Regions from separate parts of the Mus musculus genome. Here region 2 is linked to region 1. Evidence: chromatin contacts called from public HiChIP or PLAC-seq data. All regions are on one chromosome and are shown on one strand. Each heading gives the region's core, a stretch centred on a gene start, on an enhancer-like site or on the middle of the called end of the contact. The rest is flanking DNA. Distances are from core to core; before and after follow the strand shown.

What was found. HiChIP or PLAC-seq counts read pairs in DNA pulled down with a chosen protein or histone mark.
Region 2: an H3K4me3 HiChIP or PLAC-seq map of embryonic forebrain shows a contact between it and region 1, with 5 times the contacts expected there. The contact joins the promoter of Mier2 here to the promoter of Casp14 in region 1. A contact is called at or near these places in 2 of 39 promoter capture datasets (cranial neural crest and hippocampal neurons) and 3 of 115 datasets of contacts at active chromatin or transcription factors (embryonic forebrain, embryonic stem cells and stem cell-derived neural progenitor cells).

What each region holds. Positions count from the first base shown.
Region 1 is chr10:78,714,631-78,719,752 of GRCm38.p6, forward strand. It overlaps Casp14 (caspase 14), which reads right to left and starts at 3,663. Exons shown (of 7, transcript NM_009809.5): 1 at 3,477-3,663; 2 at 1,190-1,256; 3 at 631-780; 4 at 305-530. The coding sequence starts at 1,228.
Region 2 is chr10:79,553,324-79,558,229 of GRCm38.p6, forward strand. Mier2 (MIER family member 2) reads right to left here and starts at 1,805. Exons shown (of 14, transcript NM_001316699.1): 1 at 1,751-1,805. The coding sequence starts at 1,759.

The sequences.
Region 1 (5,122 bases), core at 2,413-4,912:
AGATCTTCACCCTTTTCTGGCAGCCTCAGTTATCTCTCAGTTATCTGCAGTCACACACACACACACACACACACACACACACACACACACCCCTAACAAAAAAGAATCTTAATAATACATGGACCCAGACGGGCATGGTGCTGCATGCTTACAATCCCAGCACTTTGGAACCAAGGCAGGAAGATCATAGATTTGAGGCTAGCTTGGATTACATAATGCATTCCAGGTCAGCCTGTGATACATAGTGAGTTCAGTCTTATTACCCTTACCCCAAAGACCAAGGATGTGATGTCCCAGTCCCTACCTCCTCTACAAGCCTGGATGATGTACACCTTTGGCTTGCCTCTCAGGGCCTTGCAGTTCTTGTTGTTCAAGACTTCAAAAAGGTCTTCTAGTCTGACCATCTTCTCATCTTCTCCCTTGAGGAGGCCTTCCTCACCATGTGCCATGAGTACCACAAAGGCACAGCTGACAGGCTCTTCCCAATTATCTATGGTCTGCTGAAATTCATCCAACTCTTCCAGAAATTGCTTGGAGGAAGAGAAATGAGCAGGCTCAGAGAGGTGACTCAAAGCCTATCCTTTCTGTCAAGCCTGCTTCCCTCCTGACATGGAGCTGGCTGTTCAATACCTGGGCGGTGGGATCCCTCTTCATGGTGCTTTCAAATTTCAGGTAACGGAACATGCGTTCCAGGGCCTCCATGTCTACCTCGGAACCCTCCCGGGCTTTGGTGACACACAGCGTCAGGGCCAGGCGGGCACCTGACATATCATATCTTTCCTAAGGAAGAGAGAGAGAGAGAGGAAGAGGACAACATAGCACAGTGAAGCCTGGGGTTAGGGTTGGCAGAACCTCCAAACAAGTTGCCAAGAGGTTCAGGGTGCTCTGAGAATTTCTCCATTTCTTGCTTACTTGCAGAGGTCTCAGAATGTCTAAAGCCATAACTGGGATCCTATCTTATACCATCTGAGAAAGGGTGGTATTGGGGTTAGAATTTCTTTTGTGAAGAAAAGCAGTTTGAGTAAGGACCAAAGTGATAAGAGACAGTTGTGTTGGGTTCCTTCCCTCCTTTTCCAAGTTGCTTTCCATTTCTGGGTATATTCTTTTGTCTTCTTTTTCATTCCTTCTGCACCATTTAAGTTTTTCCACCCCTTTTCCACATCTCCATGCATTTTGTACCCTCACCCACCTCCTGCAATGGCTGAGGATCACTCATCTCTGACTCCATGTCTGGCTTTCAGCACCTTTGTTTTGCCCTGGAGGTCAAGAGAACACAGGTAAAAAGTTCCCACAGGAAGGCTGATGGGGTAAGGTGAAAGTTTGATTTGTCTATCGTGGACTTTTGAAACTGCATAGGAAAGTTACTATATGGTCAGACCTGGAACCACATGGACCATCCCTAGAGTATGTTTTCTCTACAGTTACAATACCTTGGAGTCTTTCATCCATGTCATTCTAAGTCCATTAAAAATGACATCTCTTGCTGGGTGGTGGTGCCACATACCTGTAATTCCCAGCACACAGGAGGCAGATCTCTATGAGTTCAAGGCTAGCCTGATCTACAGAGCAAGTTTCAGGATAGCAAAGGTTACACAGAGAAACCTTGTCTTGAAAAACAAAACAAACAAAAACCAAACAAACAAGAAACAAAGAAAGAGGAAAATGTCATCTCTTGAACCCTCTTTTCCTCCTCCTCCAGAACATTTACTTGCTTGGGTTTGGCAGTCTCTTCCTTCCTAGGACTGATCATGGCAAATAGCCCACATACTTTTCTGTTATACCAAGGGATGTCTGGCTGGGGAGGGTTCATGGTTAGCTTAAACTGAGCATTCCATCAAAATGAGATCTGGCTTCTTCATACTTGTGGTTTTCTCATCTGAGGAGGTCAATCTATGTCTCCCTGTCTGCCTTGAGTCTGAGCATCTTCCAGGAGTCTTCATCCTTCTTCTTGAGTCCTAGCTTGTACCCTGGCTAAACTGAAGGATGTCTGGCATGCCCTGAGCCTTTCCTCACACTTCTGATGAGACTGGAGTGCTTCTTATGATTGGAGTGACATAATGTCTGCTATGCCTTCTCTCCATTGCACATACTTTTACCCACCTACCAATCCATACACATACTGGCCATCCAGCCATGGGTCTATCCATCTACTTATTTACCCATTAATCACTTATTAAACAGTTATTCATCCATTTATCCATCCATCTATCCATCTATTCATCCATCATCCATCCATCCATCCATCCATCCATCCATCCATCCATCCATCCATCCATGTACTTTAATATCTAACTGTCCAATTGTGCACTTATGCCTTTAGATGTTCTCCTATCAGCCATCAAACAATCTTCTACACATTTACCTATAAACCAACCATAAATCTCTTAGTTGTCCATATCTACCCACCCAGTTGCATCTAACTCTCCTCCACTGATTAAGCATATGTTTCCTGAGGGCTTATTATATATTAATCACCGGGAAAACATTATGTTAGATAGTCCTTCTCCTTGCCCTTATGTAGTTCTATGACAGACATGAATGACCATCAACTTTCTCCCCTATGAAAACACACACACACACACACACACACACACACACACACACACACCCCATGAGGAAAGAGGAAACAAATACTGTAACTATGGAAGTGACAGGAGCCCAGCTCTGAACTCAGACATAGCAGACCCCAGTCCCATCCCAAGAACATAAGCTTCTCACTCTGTCTCACTCTGAGATTCAGTGGTTGCATCTGGGAATAGCAGTAGGTACATCAGCAGTAAAGGCAAACTAAGCCAGGCTTCATGATCCCTACTGGCCTCGTGGCTATGCCGCTCCCTTCTTTGCCTGTTTATACTTGCATTACGGCAATGTGTGTGTTTTTACAAACTACTCACTGAATATCGCTTTAATCATCTTTGTGATTACATGCCTGTAATGAAGAGTGTAAGACAGATGTATTGACAAGTACAAATAAAATTTACAACAAACATCCCATATTTTATGTTAAGTATTAGGTCTCTCAGACTAGAAAGAAGAAAATGACATGAAGAGGAAGTAGCCGTGCTTCCCCGATTCTTACTCCAGTGGCTGAACTGGTAGCTGAGCTGAGTTTTCATGACCAAAGCCTGCTGTCTTTATCTGTGTCTCCATCAGGGCTGACAGAATGGGTGGAGAGGCAGGTTTTGAGGAGAACGTGTTGAGCAAACAAATAAACAAATGAACAGACAAGAAAGGGCCTGTGTAGGAATTTGTTAGAACAAATGGAAAACTTCTTCATTTCTGTCAGAATAGAAAAGGGGAAGGGGGAAAGAGGGAGGGCAGAGGGGGGAGGGAAGGAGGAGGGAGGGAAGGAGGGGGAAGGGAGAAGGAGAGAGAGAAGGGGAGAGAGAGAGAGAGAGAGAGAGAGAGAGAGAGAGAGAGAGAGAGAGAGAGAGAGAGAGAGAGAGAGAGAGAGAGGTGACTGGCAAAGCCCTCACCGGCTGTAGAAGCAGGTGCTCCTTCTCCTTGGGATCAGGCCCTGGCTTGTCTGTCTCCAAGCTGCTGATAACAGCGCTGTCATTCAAGAGGAGTTAGAGCCTCGTGCTGCTCTCCAAGAAGGGGCGGGCACGGAAAGGTTTCCCCAAGCTTCTCCTGAGATCCTGTCCGTGACTAGAGCAGTACAAACTCTGTACCTTTATTGTCTGCAAGTTTTCTGTCACCAAGACACCTCGTGACAAGAGAGCCACACCCTTGGCGGCAGGTGTAGGAGCAGAGTCAAACGCCCATGGAATGAATGAACGAACGATGGCATGGCTCAGTGGACACCACCCCACCCCCACTGCACCACCTCCCGGCCTACCTGAGGGAGAGCATCCAAAAGGAACAAAACACGGCCCCCTCTGCTCTCTATCCCGGGTTCAACTCATTAACATGAGATCTCTATCATCAAGACCAGTTCACTCATTCCACTATCAGGCAGATAGCAGCAGCTTCACTTTCGCGTCATCTCCAGTCCTCAGGAGTCCTCAGGAGACATTAGCATTGTCTCTCCCATTTTGAAGCCTAGGCTCAAGGCTGTGCAAATAGGTGACAGCTCAAGAACACCCAGACAGCACTTACCATTCAAATCCAGGATTGTCCTCCACGATGCTTTATGCCCCCTCCTCAGCTCTCTTCTCTTCCTCTTATTCTTCCCCTTTTGTTCTATCCCAGTATCTTGTTTTATGTTTATTTTTATGTTGACAGGTTTCATGAGATAAACTCATACTATTCAGCTCTTCCACTGGCATGCCCAACTTGCTGGCTTTAAGACCTTTACAGAGTAGGGCCAGGAACTCTTCACCGTACAGCACTCTAGAACATGCTCATTGCCTTTCAAAGACTGGCAGGATCTCTCATTGAACCAGGAACTATGCTTGCAGGCAGCAATCCCCAGCAGTCCTCCTGTTTGTAACAGTGCTAAGGTTATAGACCTGAGCATGTGGCCCCGTATGGCTTTTTACATGGTTTCTGGAGATTTGAATTTAGATCCTCGTGCTTGTGTATGAAAAACTCTGATGAGACATCTCCCCAGCCATGCATCTTAAAGTAATTTTTATTCCATTTATATTGGTTATTAATTGCATACCACACCACATACCAAAGTATGTATATGGAACTCAGAAGACAACTTGTGGGAATTCTCTCTACCTTTTGGCCCAAGGGATCAAACTCAGGTCATTTGCAGTAAGTTCCATTACCCACTGAGCCATCTTGCCCACCCACGCTTGTTCGTATATGTGACATTGTGTGTATGTGAGTGCATGCACATGCATACACATGTGTGGAAACCAGTGTTGGATCTCTTCCTCTATTGCTTTCCGCCTTAGGTTATGAGTCACGGCCTCTCACTGAGCTTCAAGCTCACTGATTCAGCTAGACTGATTGGCTGGCGAACACCTGATATCCAACTGATTTCACCTCTCCTCGGCTAGGATTAGAAATGGATGCTGCCATCCTCTGCTTTTTATATGCGTGCTGGGAATCTGAACTCAGTTTCTCATGACTGAGCCATCCGTCTCTTCATACCCCCTTTCCTGGATATTTTACAGAAATCGATTCATGTCGCACATAGCCTTCTGTGTTTGGCTTCTTTCATTTAGCA
Region 2 (4,906 bases), core at 555-3,054, 840 kb after region 1:
AGCATGGATACCGCCACCCTGCCTTCTTAGCTAGGAGCCTGGACACAGCACTGGTAGCACCCCCCAGGCAGGTCTCCCAGGGAGACTCCGGCACCCAGATCTAGCCAGACTGAGACTACAGAAGGAAAGGTACTCGCTCAGGAAGCCGCATCCCTCGATTCCACCTAGCATCTTTTGGAGCACAGACTCCAAGCTGTGAGGAAGCCCAAGCCACACAGAGACCTCACGAATAGGGTTGTAGCCCACACCCCAAAGGGGCAGAGGTTTCAACATTAACTCCTACAAACTGCAACCCACAAAGGACCCCAAGAATTATGAGAGGTCAGAACAAGTGAATACTGAGTTGTCAGAGAGCATTCTCAAGAGAAATGACCCACATCCACACCTAGGCAAGGGCCCCGTGCCCCTGGTGTCCCAGCCTCGCCCCTCCACCGTGGCAGCTAGGACATCCCGAGAGACGGGTTCAGCCTGTCTCCACCCACATGGAGCTAGGACATGGGACAAACAAGGGAGCTAAACCAAGGGACAGGAATGAAGAAAACGGGTGGGAGCTGGGCAGCTGGGGTCAGAGGTGGCGTCCTAGAGACCAGATGAAGTGGGACAACTGACAGGCAACTCTGTAGGAATTCCGACTACAAGAAAGAAACCCAGGGGCTGGATGGTCTCATGAGGACTGCAAAGGATAGGCACAGCGAAGAGGTGTGGCTTAGACTAAGAACGGGACAAGCCACCAGCTCAAAGAGATGGCTGAGACACACACTAACCAAGTAGCTGACACTGAGGACTTCTATGTAACCACTGCCACTTTCATGAGTTCAAAACATGGATGCAGCAAAACACCCTCTCAGTTATAGAAAGGCACCACCAGGTTCCCACTTAAGATGAGGAAACTGAGGCAGAACCCTTCCAAATCCTAGACTCCAGGAGAGCACGTAAGCACAGGCTGGGGAGTCTCCACCACCCATGCCACACAGGGCAGAGCAGCCCAAGAGCACCCACTTGGCCGCCATGCCCCAAAAGGGGTATCGGTTGATCTATCTTGTCTTCAGAAGGTCTGCTTCCCCAAAGGCCCCCTAAAGAAGGAACTAAACCCCTAAGAACCCTCTGAGTCAACCAGCCAGAGTTGTCCAACGGGGCCCCCAGATCCCGACCCTGTGGCCCACGCGCGGGCCTGTTGCTGCCCCAAGCTGCCCCACTCGCGCACTGTGCAGAGTTCCAGTACCGGAGTGGCGGATTCGCAGCGCGTCGCTGGGGGCTGGTCCCGGAGTTCAGCGGCCGCACCCCGAGGTGCAGGTCAGCTCTGGGCTGTGCGCCGCAGCCCCGCACCCGCGGGGAGGCCCGCGCTCTCGCTCCCACAGCCAGACGAACTCCACGCGCGAAACTTTCCGCTCGCAGAGAGCCGCCGACTCCGCGCCCTGCTCATCCCCAACGCGCCGGAATGCGGTCCCCGCGCCGCCGTCCCAGACGCCAGCGCCGCACACCCACCCGGTCCGCGGCGCCCTCCCGCCGCGCGGCCCCGGGTCTCGGCCCCGCACCCGGCCGCCCGCGCCTCGCGCCCCTCCCCCCCGCCCGCCCGCGCATGCGCACCATAGCCGAGATGGGGAAGGGGGGTCGTCGGGCGCCCACGGGGCTCATGCTCCGCCCGGTAATAGTGGGGAGGCTCGAGGCGCTCGGACTGGGAGAGCACGGGCCGGACCAGGTCGACCCAGGGCAGTGTGTGGGAGGGGCCGCTACCCAGCCGCTCACTCACCTCCGCCATGGCCGAGCGTGCGCGCGGGAGGCGGCGGCCGCGCGGGTCCCCGGATGCGGTGCCGCGCGCTTATTGGCGGAGGAGCTGGGAGGCGGAGTGGGGCGGGGCCGCAGGAGGCGCGTAGTAGGTGTGCTGGCGAGGAGCGGAGATCTATAGCCTGGGTCCGGTGTACCCCACGCCCGTACATCAGCCAATCAGCTGATTCCTGTGTGTCCACAGGTGAGGGAGATGGCGCAAACAGGGAACAAGCCACAGGTGAAGAACAGTCTACAAGTGAAGAGGTTCCACAGGTGAGGGGACAATCTAGCAGTGAGGGGTTTGGGTCCCGAAGTGAAATGGGTATGGTCTGGAGGTGAGGGGAAGGTCCAGAAGTGATGGGGAATGGACTAGAGGTGAGAGGGGATAGTCCAGAGATGAAGGGGAGGATGTCTTGAAATGAGGGAGAATGAGATGAAACAACTGACAGGTGAGGGATGGTCTAGGGGTGAGGGGGTGGTCCTGAGGTGAAGGACACTGGTACAGAGAGCAGGGCATGAGAGCCTCCAGAACAGGTGCACAAACCTGACTTTCGCTGTCAGGAGGGTGCAGACAGAATGGGAGAGGCAGACCGGTGGGCAGACCTAGGCTTGCAGAGGTGAAGGCCTCTGGTCTACACAAGTCACCAAATGACTCTTCCTTCCCTCTGGGGCCAGGACCAAGCTGGGAGGTGAAGGCACCACTAAGGTTCAAGCACAAAAGCTGTCTCCCACCCCTGAGGATTTGCCCAAGACAGAAAGTCTGCCCCCTGCTCGTTTGGTGGGTTCATCATTCCATGAACCTGAGTCAGTCAGTCCTAACCCAAAAAGAGAACTGTGACAAGGATCACTAGAGAAAGCCAGGCATGGTCGCCCATACTTGTAACTCCAGTGCCCAGGAGGCTGAGGCATGAGAGTTACTATCAGTTTGAGGCTAGCATGGGCTTTGGAGCGAGACCCTGCCTCAAGAAACCAAGCTACTGGGTATGGTGCCACAAGCCTTTAATCCCAGCACTCAGAAGTCAGAGGCAAACAGGTCTCTGTGAGTTGGAGGTCTATGTAGCAAGTTCTGGGACAACCTTGGCTACGTAGTAAGACCCTATATGTGTCAAGACAAACAACAATAGCAAACACACACAAATTAACCAATTACCAAAGGTTAAGCAATTGGATGAATGGATGAGCAGAAAGATTCTTCAAGGTTAGGGCTTTCTTTCCCATGGACCTGATAGTTGCAATGGGGAACTGAGGTGACCTTTCAGCCAGCTGGGAAATATGAGCATCATTAGGGGAGGTGGACACTCAGCATTTCCTCAGGTGATGCCTAGACAACATCTCTCATCCAGGCCAGAGTTCAGAAACTGTTGACAGAAGTGTGGGCTCCAGACCCAGCCTAAAAGGGAAGGTCCCGCTCAATGGTGAGACTGTGTTCTTCAGAAGTGTCAGAGGAGAGAGAACTGTAGAAGCCTCCAAGTTCCATCAACAACACTCAGTACTTGATAGTTAATGACCCACAAAACAAGGGAAGTGCCACAGAGGCCTCTCAGACTTGATTGCTGGAACTGAGTCCAGATGTAAAGACTTGGATCACTGTTGAGTTTCCCAAAATTGATAACTAGCTTATGGGTCTGTAAGAGTATAATCTTGGGCTGGAGAGATGACTCCGTGGTTAAGAGCACTGACGGCTTTTCCAGAGGTCCTGAGTTCTGGAACACAGCAACCACATGGTGGCTCACAACCATCTGTAATAAGATCCGATGCCCTCTTCTGGTGTGTCTTTAAGACAGTGATGGTGTACTCATATAAAATAAATAAATTTTTTAAAAAACTTCCTCTAACAAGACCATACCTCCTCATACTGCCAATTCCCATGGGCCAAGCATAGTCAAACCACCATACTGTAATGGAGAGATGGCTCAGTGGTTAAGTGGCTCTTGCAGAGGACTCAGATTTGGTTCCCAGCATACACATGGCGGCTTACAACCATCTGTAACTCCAGAGGCTTTGCCAGCGTGGCTCAGTCCTTTCTCCACGAAGCCCTGCCCCTTCCACCCTCTGGCCCAGTGCTGCATGAACTTTTCTTAGGGAGGAACCTACAAGCTACTGGTCACCCTAAGGGGTCCTACAGATAGAGGTGTGACTCCCCCGGAGGCAGTGAGTTCATTAGCCTTACAGAGAGTGTGCGTGACCCAAAAGCAGCTGAACCACCAAAAGGGGACTCTCAGTGTCTTAGTGTTTTACTGCTGTGAACAGACACCATGACCAAGGCAACTCTTATAAGAACAACATTTAATTGGGACTGGCTTACTGGTTCAGAGAGTCAGTCCATTAATGTCAAGACAAGAGCATGGCAGCATCCAGGGAGGCATGGTGCAGGAAGAGCTGAGAGTTCTACATCTTCATCTGAAGGCGGCTAGTGGAAGACTGACTTCCAGGCAGCTAGGATGAGGGTGGGTCTTAAACCCAAAGTGACACACCTACTCCAACAAGGCAACACCTTCTAATAGTGCCACTCCCCGGGCCAGGTATATACAAACCAACACACCCAGCATTGATGATAATATCCCCAGAGCTGTGTAGATGGGGTTCCCCTTTCAGACATCCTTCCACACTGTGAACTCCAGCGTCTCCTGAGGCCAGCGCAGATTGGTGTCACACAACTGGGAGGATGCTGTAGGAAGGAATGGCATCTCAGATGAGGGCTTAATGGCACTCATCAGCCTGCTCTGTGATGGAGCATCAACCCCAATCTGAAGGATATCTTTCAGGCAGTCATGACTGCTCCAATAAAGGCGGTAATGGCTGTTAGGCTCTGAAGAAGAACAGCATTCCACAACACCCAATGGTGACCTTGGTGTGTTTCTGCCCACGATGCCTCAAAGTCCATTATGTCATAATATGGCTTGAGTCATACTCTGAAAAAAAAAATTTTTTTTTTTTGGTTTTTCGAGACAGGGTTTCTCTGTGTAGCCCTGGCTGTCCTGGAACTCACTCTGTAGACCAGGCTGGCCTCGAACTCAGAAATCAACCTGCCTCTGCCTTCCAAGTGCTGGGATTAAAGTTATGTGCCACCAAGCCCAGCTGAAAATGTTTTAATAACAAACCAAAAGACTGCCTTGGTATGCCTGTACTGCTCTAAGAG